Regions from separate parts of the Arachis hypogaea genome. Here region 2 is linked to region 1. A link is a contact called in public Hi-C data. All regions are on one chromosome and are shown on one strand. The core of a region is the stretch at or near the end of the contact, and the rest is flanking DNA. Distances in the headings are between cores, read along the strand shown. Region 1 holds the start of LOC112741459 (peroxidase 53). Region 2 has its middle 14 kb from the start of LOC112740258.

Region 1 (6,971 bases), core at 2,135-4,634:
TATTACATAAAAAAAATTCCATGCAAATTATCCAAAAATATTTTTTCTATATATAAAGGTATATTAGATATTAATATAAAAAATGACATTGACACTTTATAAAACTGAACTCAAAATCAATCTTTTTCTTTTAGTATACTTGAATTTTAATTTTAGGATAAAATATATTTTTTATCTTTTAAATTTGTCAAAAATTATAAAAATATTTTTAAATTTTATTTTATTTTAATTTTGTTCTAAAATTTTTTAATTTGCATTAAATCTATCCCTGATAATTAAATTTTTAAAAAATTTAGGATTAATTCAACAATAATACATGACAATTATTTCTGGTTTATTTGTATTGATGGTTATTTTTGTAAAATTGCTATTGAATTGATTCTAAATTTTTTGAAAAATTAACTTTCAAGAATATATTTGATGCAAATAAAAAAATTTTAGGACAAAATGAAAACAAAATAAAACTTAGAGATATTTTAAAAATTTTTAGCAAATTTTAAGGACAAAATTAAAATATACTTTACCCTTAATTTTTTATTATTATTATTAGTATTCTCTCTAAATTATTTTTAAAATTTTACATGCTAATTATTTTTTACTTGTTTAAATTTTATTCAAAATTATATATCTTTCATAATTTTATAAATTTATTTAAATTATACTATTTTAACATTTTTTATTTCTAATATTTTAAACTATGCTACTAACTCCTTCTCCCTACTAATTGTTAACACGCAATTATACTAGGGAAAAAAATAGTAGTCATGTGCAGTAGCAAGTAGCAACACATATTTGGGAGCAAATGATGTAACAATTTTGGCTGGCTGTCCAATTAATAGAAACAATTACAGGAAAAAAGTTGTAAAAATTTTGGGACGGGTTTCAAAAAGACAATTACAGTAAAAAAGATGTAACAATTTTGGCTGTCCAATTAATAATAACAATACATAAATAAAATTTGTACAGAGAATATGTTAAAAATGTTAAAGTCAACGCAAAACCTTTATTACTGTACATTTATATACATATTTGTTTGGCGTGATGTAATTAATTAATATTAAAGTGAAAGTTTTTCCATATTCATTATTTGACCATATTATAATTACACTTTATATTTGGGGACTATAATAATATAATATACCTTCTTATAAGAGAATAGTAAAAAAAACATTGATATTATGTGTATTTTTTAAAAATTATACATTTATAAATTGATGTAAAAAAATATTATAATAATTAAATTGATTTATATGTATTTTAAGGAGTTAAGTTATTATCTATTCATTTATTTTTTTTGCCATGTGTAATACTGTTTTTACTTAAATTTTAATGTTATTATCTATTCATTTATTTATTGTACATAATAAAACTTACCTATCATGAAATTAAATGACATACATAGACTTCTAGCCTGGTTATTAATATTTTGATTTTTAAAAGCATATATTAATGTGAGATTACACCTTATTATACCAATTATGGAATATTAATCCTTTTTTAAATGCTAGCTAGTGCTGACAAGTTTTCTTATAAAATGGCTATATATATATGGAAAAAGTGAAAAACTAAGGACAAAATAAAAAGAGAACGGTCAACGGATATAATTAATAAGGATGTGAAAAATTGTTTTATTTTATTTTATTGATATGCAAGGTTAAAAAATATTTTATAATTTTAAAATATATATTTAATATGTATTATATGATCATTTATGCATTTTAATTGTATTAACTTTAACATAAATATTTCAAATATAATTGCAATTACTCCAACACTCCGCTTTCTTGTCTATATATATGTGCATTTGATCATCTTCATGATCTTGTTTCTTACCCTATTAATTACTGTTACTTTATTAAAGATATGTATTTATGAATGTGTTGAATACATGTTAATATGTTACTAACAGCTGCACTTGGAGGGCATTTTTTAATTAATTATATTCAACAATAATAGTAATTAAGTAGGCTGTAAAAGAAAAAAATAGCAATACGAAGAAAATTTCTAAGTAATTATAATTATGAATATGTATATATATGTACATTACGACAAAATTAATTCCTTTAGCATGTAGTACTATAGGAACAGCCTTGTTCCAATTTTCTTATAAATAGCTCCTCTAGTCTTCTATATGTAAAGCAAGTCACGTAAATATTCAAAAAAAAATGTCATACAATTATATAAACAACAAACTTGCTATTTACAAGAAAACTTCTCATACAAGATAAGATAAAATTAGAAGTTGGACTGCCAAATATAGAGTAGACCTTTTGATTGGAGAATAATTCTGTGTTTATTTACTCAAGATATATAATATTTTTTTTTTGGTATTTATATAATTGAATAAATTAAAAATATAAAATTTTTAGTTTTTATAAATTACAATATTATACTTTTAGCTCCAATATTTAAACTTTAAAAATAATAATAGTATAATACCAATATTTATTGTATATTTTAATTTATAAAATCAATAAAACATAAGAAACTTACAACAAAATTATACATCCAAAATCATGCTAAATTATCGTGGAATGATTTTTATTTTTTATTTAAATTTATCCAACATAATCACTAACCAATTTAACAATGGAAATTTGATATTTATTATCCTGAAATTTTAAAAATATGGTACTTAACTGCTTATGTTTTAATTTTAAAATTCCGTGAACAAATTACTTTTATTAACTGATTATATAAAAATAAGCTATGATGTAGTTTAATTAGTTTGGTTTTAGTTTTATTTGGTAATTGATTTCAGATTTTGGGTTTTATTTATTTTAATTAGCTTAAATGCAATGTAAATAAGAAAAAACAATGAGATATAACTATACTACCTAAGCACCTAATAGGCTAATACTAAACAATCACAAATCTTGGACCACCAAATATATATAGTAAAACCTAAAATTGGAGAATAATTGTTTGTATTTACTTACTCAATATATAATATTTGATTATTATTATTTTTTTGGGTGTTTCATATAATTGAATAAATTAAAAATAAATATAAAAATATAAAAAATAAATATTTTTTATAAATTAATATTTTTGCAATTTTTTTTGCATATTTTTTTATTATTATTTTATTTAAATTAATCTTATCTAAAATGAAACTCTACTTCTTAATATATTATAATTAAACGTTCCAAGCTTACACATGTATATTATTAGACTTTGTAAAATAATATTCATTAAACCAAGTTGCATATTAATTTCTATTTTTTTAGCCACAAATGGTATAATGATACTTCTAGAGTTTTACTGTTTTAGTTATACAAGTGTCTTTTGATTTTCTCTAACTTAACACTTAATGTTTATTTCACTCTTTATAAGAAGGTATTATTTAATATTTATAATTAAACCTGTTAAAATAAATATTTAGGAATGGTCAAAGTTTTAGTATAAATAGAGGTGTTGTATCTGCAGAGAAAGCCGCTCAAACACTCTCTATCATATACAATCATACAAGATGAAGTTTCTGTTTCTTTTCTTATTCCCTTTGATTTTGTGTGTTGTGGTTCCTACCACCAGAGCACAATTATTAGATCCATTCTTTTACAAAGATACATGTCCCTCTCTCCAGTCAACTGTACGACAAGTTCTTCTTAATGTTTCGAAGGGGCCTGGAAAAGATGAGCGGCTTTTCGCCAGCTTGATAAGACTTCATTTCCACGATTGCTTCGTCCAAGTAAGTATACAAAATTGTGTTAATTTCTATGTTATTATCGTAAATTATTGTAGAAAGATTCTAATCATGGATATGTATGTATGCAGGGGTGTGATGGATCAATTTTGTTAAATGATACCGCTTCTATTAGAAGCGAACAACTTGCAGCGCCGAATCTGGACTCCATTCGTAGGTTGGATGTGATCAATTTGATTAAGGAAAATATCGAGAAAGCTTGTCCTGGGGTTGTTTCCTGCGCTGATATTGTCGCACTTGCTGCCGAAGTGTCTTCGGAGATGGTAAACTTTCTTTTTAATTTGCATGTTCATCTCAATTGATTAGTGTGCATTATTCATTTTTTTTAACTATCTTGATTTGACAGTCAAATGGTCCAACTTGGCAAGTTCCCTTGGGCAGAAGAGATAGTGAAACAGCAAGCTTCGACTTGGCAAATTCGGACATTCCTGGTCCAAAATCCAACCTCCCTCAGCTCATTTCGGCATTTCAGAAAAAGGGTCTTGATATGAATGATTTAGTGGCACTTTCAGGTTTATCTTCAACCTTTCTTATAAATTTTAAAATTTGATTATACGAATGAGTTTATAACTGTTTTAATTATGGGTAAGTCTATGGTGACTGTTATAATCATCATGCATGCGGACAGTATGTAGTGCGGTTGGAATGTGGTGCTATTGCCACGTTTTAAATTATATAAACGAAACTAATAAATTACACCATATATAAAGTAGATTGTGCTAAAAATGTTATTCATGATTTATTTATGATTTTTTTTATAAGAAGGCGTTGAAGCGCAAAAACTACTCCATAAATAATGAGTATAAGTTTGTGATTAATGTGCCACTGAATATAAATGCTGCTGTTAATAATTTCAGTGGCTTATTACAAATGAATTACACTAAAATTTTGAAAATAGAATTTCTTTTAAATGGTACTGCACCCGATTATCATACTTTGAGAAAAGTCGTGGAGTACGGTGCAAATGTGATGGTGATCCATTTGGTTATTAATATTTTAAAAAATTATATATTGATTTATTTTAAATAATAATTTAATTATAAAATGGTTCTATTATAATTAAGATATTATTCAATTAAAAATTGACATATCATATAGAATAAATTATATGTTATTTTAGAAAGAATTGAATAAAATTTATCTGTAAATAATTATTTAAGTAATTAAATATCTGTATAGAATTTTTTTAATTAACACTTGTAGTATATTAAATAAAAATTCCCTTAGACAGAGTAAATAAAGATGATTTTTCATAATGGTACAACCAATACTAATGATATATCCATTTTTTTAACTGAAGAGATTGATGTCTTTACATCATTGCTAAAATCAGAGTAGTTGCTTGTATCCATTTATTTTGAATAAACAGACATGATTATATATGTTAAGACTTGTGTATCTCTAACTCTTTATTCAAACAACAAATTAAATTTGTGCATGTTATTGTGTACCTTTTCATTTTAGATTAAAAAGATAAGTTTTCCTTTATATATGGAGTATAGACAATAGAAATATATCTATTTATGGATGCACACACATCTTTAAATAATTCAGAAACAATGATTCACATAATAATTGATTATAGCTGTTAAAAGAAACAACAAATTAGTACAAGAGATGATCCACAAAAGGTTGGTACAACCAAAATGTTTTCCAATATTCTGTTTTTTTCTTGATAATATAATAGGCTAGTTATGTATACAACAAAAACTTATTTTATTCACTTTTTTAAAAAAAGGATATTGCTAAACATAATTATCAAATAAGAAAAATGTAGCATTATTTGTCTATGAATCAAACTAGCTTCTCCAAAATAAATGAAGATGGGTTAATTTAAAAAGTGAGGAGTTTAATTATCCTTACATATGAAAATCACAAACTTAATAATAATTAATTCTTTATTTTTTTACTTTATTAATCTTCTCAGTTTAAATGAATTTATTTTTTGTTTACGAGATAACTATATATATATATACATATGCACACAGCAACTTTACAGTAACACCTAGTGACAGCATCACATGTTGATTTTCACTATCAGTAGCATAGAATTTCTCTTTAATTATTTGGTAATTTATGTTTCTAATATTTTTTATTTTCACTTCTTCAGGTGCTCACACAATTGGCAGAGGACGGTGTACACTTTCCCGTCGCCGAAACTGCAAAAATAATGGGTCAAAGGGAGAAAATGTCACAAATTTGGACCAGATAACTGCTTTTGAGTTTGATAATAATTATTATATAAATCTTCAGCGTGGTGATGGACCCTTTAACAGCGATCAAGTGCTGTTTGATACAAGGGGTGCACAGACAATCAATGCAATCAATCTGTTGGCTTCCAATCAAACACTGTTTTTTGAGGCTTTTAAAGCCTCCATGATAAAAATGAGTTTGATTGAAGTCCTTGTTGGTAAACAAGGAATCATTAGAAAGCATTGTAATTTTATTAGTACTTAGAAAAATTAAGTAAATATAGATAAAAAAGCAAAGTTTTAGTTTAACTTTGCGTATTGTAATAAGAAACAATATTCTCATATCAATATAATATTTAGAAAGCATTATCATTTGGAACTATCTGAACCTGAGAAAACTCTTCTTCTTCTCCGGCTTCATGCTTCATCTTTCATCATTGGAATGGTATCCTCATTCACCCACCGCCAATACCCACTCCAATACGCTGCTCCTGCAACTATGCTAGGACTCCATCTGGATCTGGTGCGTCGAAGATTACGATCATCCCTTCCAAACTGAGATGCAGTGCTCTGCCATGGCCATTGCTAGAAGCTTCTATTCGCTGTACCATAAGTGGCCACGAGAGTCGAGAGCTCAAGGAAAGGGCTTCAAATTTTCGCTGTGGTTCAATATACCCAAAATAATATTCTCAAATTGGCAACTGGGCCCATCCCAAATTCAAATGATAATTTTATTCAAATAGAAAAAATGGCAGACCGGATTCGGCCCAATATAGACTCGGCTTTGATCTTTTTCTATTGGGTTAGTTTCTAAAAGTCCACAACGCACTTTACAAACTCTTTACACCAAGAAAACTAGTAACATAAATTGATAACCCTATCTTTTAAAAAAAATCTATCTGCGCTATAGTCATGATTAGCCAAAAAAGTGTTAATTTTCGTATGTCTGAAGTTAAGTAATTAACTATATCTCCATTTCCACATTAATATTAATCACACATACTTTATACTCACCTATACTTTGTAATACTAATTATTATCAAACATTACCAATGGAATGTACAAAATTACTT
Region 2 (6,971 bases), core at 2,933-5,432, 66 kb before region 1:
CACATACATAAGTGACATCAAATTAATCCCTACACATGTATAAGTGACAGCAAATTCATCCCCACGATTTATTAAGTTCTACTCCTACCCCATTCTATCAATACAGGCAATAAAATGTGTGAAACAAACCAATAAATATAGAAATAGAATCATGAAAGTAAAACATGGCTACAAAAAATACATCAACCTAAGGAGTTCAACACTTACTAAAATACAATAATCAGTAAATAGCAAAGACATCGTTACCTTTTACATGTCCAAAATGAAACACCACCCATTTTGGGTGTAGCTCCCTAGATCCTCTTGCAGCAGCTCAAGAAACCACCTTCAATTATTCGTGTTCTCCATTGGTACAATGGCATATGCAATGACGTAAATGGCTGCCAAGATTTGTCCACTAAATCTGGTTTTCTGGAATGATTCATCAAGTCCTATTAGATGTCTGCATCCCGCCCTAAACCCATTCTTGCACCCATCCAGACAAATATACATCTTGTCAAAAGTGGGCTCTTCTGCATGGTTTGAAGTATGTTAAAGTTTCAGAGTGCTTCAAGAGTGTCTTCATTTTTTCGGATTGTCAAGAATTTGTCCCATCTAACTCATCATGATATACATCATGAGCATCATAACCTTCAAAATTCGGGCTTTCATCATAACCTCAATTTGCTGCCTCCACCCATCATGACCCACTCAAATCACGTTCAACAATGGCAGAGAAGACGAAGGAGAGCAGAGAAGAAGAAACAAAGTGATTTCTGATAATAAATTGGGGATTAGGGTTATAAAATAATTCATGGACTAAATTGAGTTAAAAAATGATAACAGTTACATCAGATATCCAACGTGGCGCCTCTCCATACACGTCAGCGCGCCGTTAGGGAATATTCCCCGAAAAATGCTTCAGGGACGACCGTGAACCACATGTGTTAAATTCGGGGATAATATTGAGGCCATTACAAGTTTAAGGACCACTTTGAAGGTCGAGTGCAAGTTCAAAGACCACTCTGAGATTTAACTCAATTTGAGTAGTAGTTTTGTTTTTTTTTTTTTACTTGGGTCCATAAGACCCGAAAAAACACACCAAGATCCAACCCGTTCCCATCCTAACACTCACATTTTGAACTATCTGAACCAGAGAAAACTCTTCTTCTACCCCGCCTTCATCTTTTATCATTGAAATGGTATCCTCATCTACCCACCGCCAATACCCACTCCAATACGCTGCTCCTACAACTGTGTTAGGACTCCATCTGGATCTGGTGCGTCGAAGATTGCGATCATCCCTTCCAAACTGAGATGCAGTGCTCTGTCATGGCCATTGCGAAAAGCTTCTATTCGCTGTAGTGCTGTACCATAAGTGGCCACAAGAGTCGAGAGCTCAAGGAAAGGGTTTCAAATTTTCATTGTGGTTCATTATACCCGAAATAATATTCTCAAATTGGCAACTGGGCCCATCCCAAATTCAAATGAGAATTTTATTCAAATAGAAATAAATGGCAGACCCGGGTTCGACCCAATATAGACTTGGCTTTGATATTTTTCTATTGGGTTAGTTTCTAAGAGTCCACAACGGACTTTACAAACTCTTTACACCAAGGAAACTAGTAACATAAATTGATAACCCTATACTTTTTTTAAAAAAATCTATCTTCGCAATCCTCATGATTAGCCAAAAAATGTTAATTTTCGTATGTCTGAAGTTAAGTAATTAACTATATCTCCATTTCTAATACCAAAAAAAGAAACTATATCTCCATTTCCACACTAATATTAATCACACATACTTTATACTCACCTATACTTTGTAATAATTATTATCAAACATTACCAATGCAATGTACAAAATTACCTATTGTTATTAACCAAATTTCATTTAATATGAAAAGTCCTCAAAATCATCGTGCGTGGATAATCTTGTAGTCATTAACACCTTTTTTTTTTTAATGAATAAAAAATAACGATCTTATTAAATGGTATTGTGCTAAATATGGTAATTTTTTTAGTAAGATGAATTAGACAACTCTAATTTTAAGTATTATAATACAATATATTTATGAGTATTGTTATACATACAAGTCTTTTTGGCATACAAGTCATATAAATTTCTTACATAATGCACGCGTGAAATCACGTTGTTCCTTTTGTATCTCGTGTTTCTCCTCTTCTTTTTTCTTTGCGTTTTTTCTTATTTTTCTTCGCGTGTTTCATCTTCATCGTCGATTTTTTATTACTGTTGTCGTTGTTATATTTTTTTCCTCCTACTATTTCTATTGATTTTGTAACATTATGTATTTTTTTCATCTTTGTTTGATTTTTTCTTCCCAAGAAGAATTATGAGAATATGAAATAAGAAGATAAAGAAGAAGAAGCAGCAAAAGATGAGAATGAAGAAGAGGAAGAGTTTTGAATTATATAGAACTTATCAGCACACATACGCCAGAAATTTTTAAACAATACACTCGAATATCTTCCTGTTACACCTAAATATCTTCGTGTTACACTCAAATTTGCTGCAAAATATTTTCTCTAATGCTGCATTTTTTTTCTTCTTTTTTTTGTCATTTCTTTCTTTCTTTTAGTTGGATGGATGTAAGTTCATCATCTTCTAATTAATTTTGTAACATTATGTATTTCTTTTTCTTTTTTGTTTTTATTCTTATTAAAAGAGTAAAACAAGAAAAAACTTGAGAAGGTAAAAAAAAAAGAAAATATGAATAAGAAAAAAAGAAGAAGAAGATGGTGATGATAATGATGATGAAAAAAAAAAGAAGAAAAAGCAGCAGAAGATGATGATGAGGAAGGAGAAGAATTTTGAATTATGCAGAACTTATCAGCACACATGCACCGAAAAATCTTAAACAATACACTCAAATATCTTCCTATTACACCCAAATATCTTCGTGTTATACCCAAATTTGCTGCAAATATAGAAAAATATTTCCTTTAATGCTGTATTTTTTTTCTTCTTTTTTTTTCTTCTTATTTCTTTCTTTCTTTTAGTTGAATGAATGTAAGTTCATTCTCTTCCAAGTAATTTTGTACCATTATGTGTTTCTTCTTTTTTTTTGTTTGATTTTTTATATTTTTATTCTTGCTAAAAGAGTAAAAACAAGAAGAAATTTGAGAAGATAAAACAAGAAAAAAATGAATAAAAAAAAAGATGATGATGATGATGATGTTGAAAAAGAAGAAGAAGACGCAGCAAAAGATGAAGAGGAGAGAGAAGAAGAGTTTTGAATTTTGCAGGACTTATTAGCACACATACACCGAAAATACTTAAACAATACACTTAAATATTTTCGTGTTACACCAAATATCTTCATATTACACCAAATTTGCTGTAAATATAGAAAAATATTTCCTCTAATGCAGAACTTTTACATTACATTCATCATTATTTACCTGCAGAATCATAAACTACTAATAAAAAAAATTAACTAGAATTGAACCATACCTCAGCCACTTGATTGGATTTAAAATAATAATCAATTTCGTTATGATTCAATTGACAATTTAAACTTAAATTATTCATTATCTTCAACAACGAGATAACTGATGATGGAAGAGAAGGAGGAGAAGAAATTCCAATGAAAAAAGGAGAAAAAGGAGGAGGAGGTGGTGGTGATATTTATGACGATGATAATAAAAAAGAGAAGAATTTGTATAAGAAAAAGAAAAAGAAGAAAAAAAAGAACATGTGCATGTGCACGTAAATATAAATCACTTATAAAAACTTGTATAAAAGATGACTTGTATACAAAGAATAATTCTTATTTTAATTTTATTATTTATAAAATTTATAGTAAATATTAATACGAGTCATTCTGTATTGTATGTGCTATTAATCATTAAGTATTTGGTACAAAGTGTTAATTATATTCTATAGTATCTTTTAGAGATAGAATTCATTAGTTGAAAATGATAAAATATATAATAACCACTAAGATTAACAGTTTTAAGAAAAGTGAATTTAAAAAAAAATTGAATTATAATCAACATCCAAATTTTAAATCTGAGAAAGAAAAATCAAAGAAAATAAAACTATTACTAGAGATAAAATTGCTGCCTTCAAAACTTAATAAGCGGCTTTCCAAAGTTACAATTTTTTTTTTTTTTTTGGTTCGTGAACGTCACAGTTTTAAATTCTTCAAAGTTACGGAATTTGTTTTTCTAACTTACAGTAGCATCATTGGGCTCCCTTATTGAAAGTGGCCCTAATATCTGTTTCGGTTTTTATTTGTTTGTCTGTGAGATTTGGGGTTATGGAGATTTTTGTTTTTCACAAGAAAGTCAAGAAAAGAATATAATGTTGGGTTAGAAGCAAAAACTAGGAAAGGATTGGTTGAAAAATTCAAAGAAAATAGAAAAGGATTGGCTGAAAAATTAATACATGATGCCATTACCAGCACATGGAAATGCCACATCAAACACATTTCACAGTTACTTACTTCTATAAAATTTTAAAAAATACTATTTATTATACCCTAAATATTCTTTATATTCATATAAAAATATAGTTATTAACTTATGATTAATTAATTATAGATTTAAATTAGCTTTTAATTAACAAAACAAAATTAAAGACTATTAATTTTAAAGAGTATACATGTAGAGGAATTGTAAAAATTTTAATCATGTTAAAAATTTTATATTTCAATTTTTAAAATAATTAAAATTTTCCTATAATTAATTTTAAAATAATAAAATAATCTTTGAAGATTAATTTTAAAAAGACTAAAGTACTTTTTAGTTTATTTTTAAAGGACTAATATATCCTTTAAATTAAACTTTAACTAAGGTTGATTGATTGTATTAGCAATTAGTAATTTAAATTTAATATTAAAAAGACTAAAAACCATTTTAGTTAATTTTAAAATATTAAAATAATTATTTAGAATTAATCCTACAAAGATTAAAATAACCTTTTAGAATTAAGGTTATTTGTTGTATTAGAAATTATAAAAATTAGCTTTTCCGAAGACTAAAATACCGATAAAGTAAAAATAATCTCTCTCTCTCTTCAATTCATAATAAATCACAAGCACATCTATATCCTTATACAATAGAAATCGAATTTATTAAATATTCTAATATAAAGAGATAATGGAAATTTTTTATTACAAGAAGAGATAATATTTAATTTGATTCTTGAATTTGCACATTAATTTTAATTAATTCTTACAATTTTAATTATCTCTATTTAATTTTTAAATTTTATAAATGTGATTCATATTAGTTACTAAAATAATTTGGTACATAGATTAATTTCTTGACCTATTAAATAAAAAAAACACCGTGAACTAAAAAAACAGAGCTATAATTGATTTTGAATGAACTAATTCTATCAATCTAAAATGTCATTAATTGGGGAGCTAGTCTATGTACATAGCTGTCAATGACTAATGAGTTTTCTAGATAAAAAAACTTATGGAATTTTATTAATCTTTCATCGAGTTTAATCAGAAGTCAATTTTTTTTAATTTTATATTTTTAAATTTTAAATTTTAATTTTTAAAATCTTAAATCTTTCAAAAAAATAAGAGTTAAAATATTAAATTTATTATAAAAAAATAATTAACGTTAGCTAATAAAAAGTGAATTTTTTATATTTATTCATCTTTTATGTATTTGGTTTAAGTGAAAGACTACTCCAAATAAATAAAACACACAAAACTAACGAAGAGATTATAAATAAGCTAAAAAGTTCATCTAATCCATGATAATAGGATAAAATGAATTGGGTCTAAATTCATGGATTACAGATATAATAAAAAAGTTAATAGGTAGTGTTCTTATCAGCTTGAGCCGAGGTATAAGTCGTCCTTCTGGTAAGGTCGGCAAACTTCTAAGGCGTGATCCAAATTTCGTCGGCAAAGGAAGAGTGGGAGAGGTGGGTACCTGCAAAGGCACTCCGACGCTCAAGTCAATAAGAGAATATGTATGAAGACTTTTTCTTAGAGAGATTGCCTACCTCTTTTGTTCCTGTCTCTTGCTTTTATATTTGTTCGGATAGGGATGACTGTTGTTTCTAGGTCGTAACGTCTGGGGAGAAAATTAATCATATGTCCGACGTTATGTAAATAAATGCCAATCATTGCGAATGCTCGGCTATTATTGTGGGTGCGTTACCGAGCTATAATTCGTAACCGATCTTACTGGTCATATCACAGCCCCCAAGCTTAGCCTGGCCTTGAGGAGACGGGTTGAGCTTTTTGACGAGTTATAGCTCGGTGTATGGAGCCCCCAGGTAACGTCTCTCTCAACCCAGCTATAATCCTCATTGTTTTCAACTTGAGGTAACAATTTTTTCTTTTTATCACCCATTCTCAGTGAAAGATTAGAAGCAGAAGAGGTAAAGAAGGTTTACTAACCTCTGGTACTCATGCTTCTATGAAAACCTGATGCTTCCCACTTAAACAGAATAGCAAAGGAACCAACCTTCATCCTGAGCCACTAATTAAATGAACTTTTCAGTTCCATGAATTAATCTACACCGTTTACCTAAACCCACTTAGAACGGTTATGGAACAACTTGGGAAGTTGAACCCAATCATAATAATGACTACGCACAAGACCCAATAAAACAAACTGTTTCATAATAACTTCACACTTCTCTATTTATAAAAAGTATTACTGAGTGAGCCACGTTGACCTGGGGGCTCCATACACCGAGCTATAACTCGTCAAAAAGCTCAACCTGTCTCCTCAAGGCCAGGCTAAGCTTGGGGCTGTGATATGACCAGTAAGATCGGTTACGAATTATAGCTCGGTAACGCACCCACAATAATAGCCGAGCATTCGCAATGATCGGCATTTATTTACATAACGTCGGACATATGATTAATTTTCTTCCCAGACGTTACGACCTAGAAACAACAGTCATCCCTATCCGAACAAATATAAAAGCAAGAGACAGGAACAAAAGAGGTAGGCAATCTCTCTAAGAAAAAGTCTTCATACATATTCTCTTA

The links. A called contact is a pair of places that touch in the nucleus more often than the background predicts.
Region 2: a contact with region 1 is called in a Hi-C map of an unstated tissue, with 2.9 times the contacts expected there. The contact joins the enhancer-like site here to the promoter of LOC112741459 in region 1. A contact is called at or near these places in 3 of 8 Hi-C or Micro-C datasets (leaf and an unstated tissue).

The regions. Positions count from the first base shown.
Region 1 is chr14:10,587,436-10,594,406 of arahy.Tifrunner.gnm2.J5K5, reverse strand. It overlaps LOC112741459 (peroxidase 53), which reads left to right and starts at 3,384. Exons shown (of 4, transcript XM_025790461.3): 1 at 3,384-3,691; 2 at 3,778-3,969; 3 at 4,053-4,218; 4 at 5,817-6,277. The coding sequence starts at 3,473. The coding sequence ends at 6,163.
Region 2 is chr14:10,654,587-10,661,557 of arahy.Tifrunner.gnm2.J5K5, reverse strand. No RefSeq gene overlaps it. Among protein-coding and RNA genes, the nearest start is that of LOC112740258, 14 kb to the left of the region's middle. Within about 2 kb of position 4,182, at least 1 of the 3 cell types and tissues checked has open chromatin away from gene starts, as enhancers often do.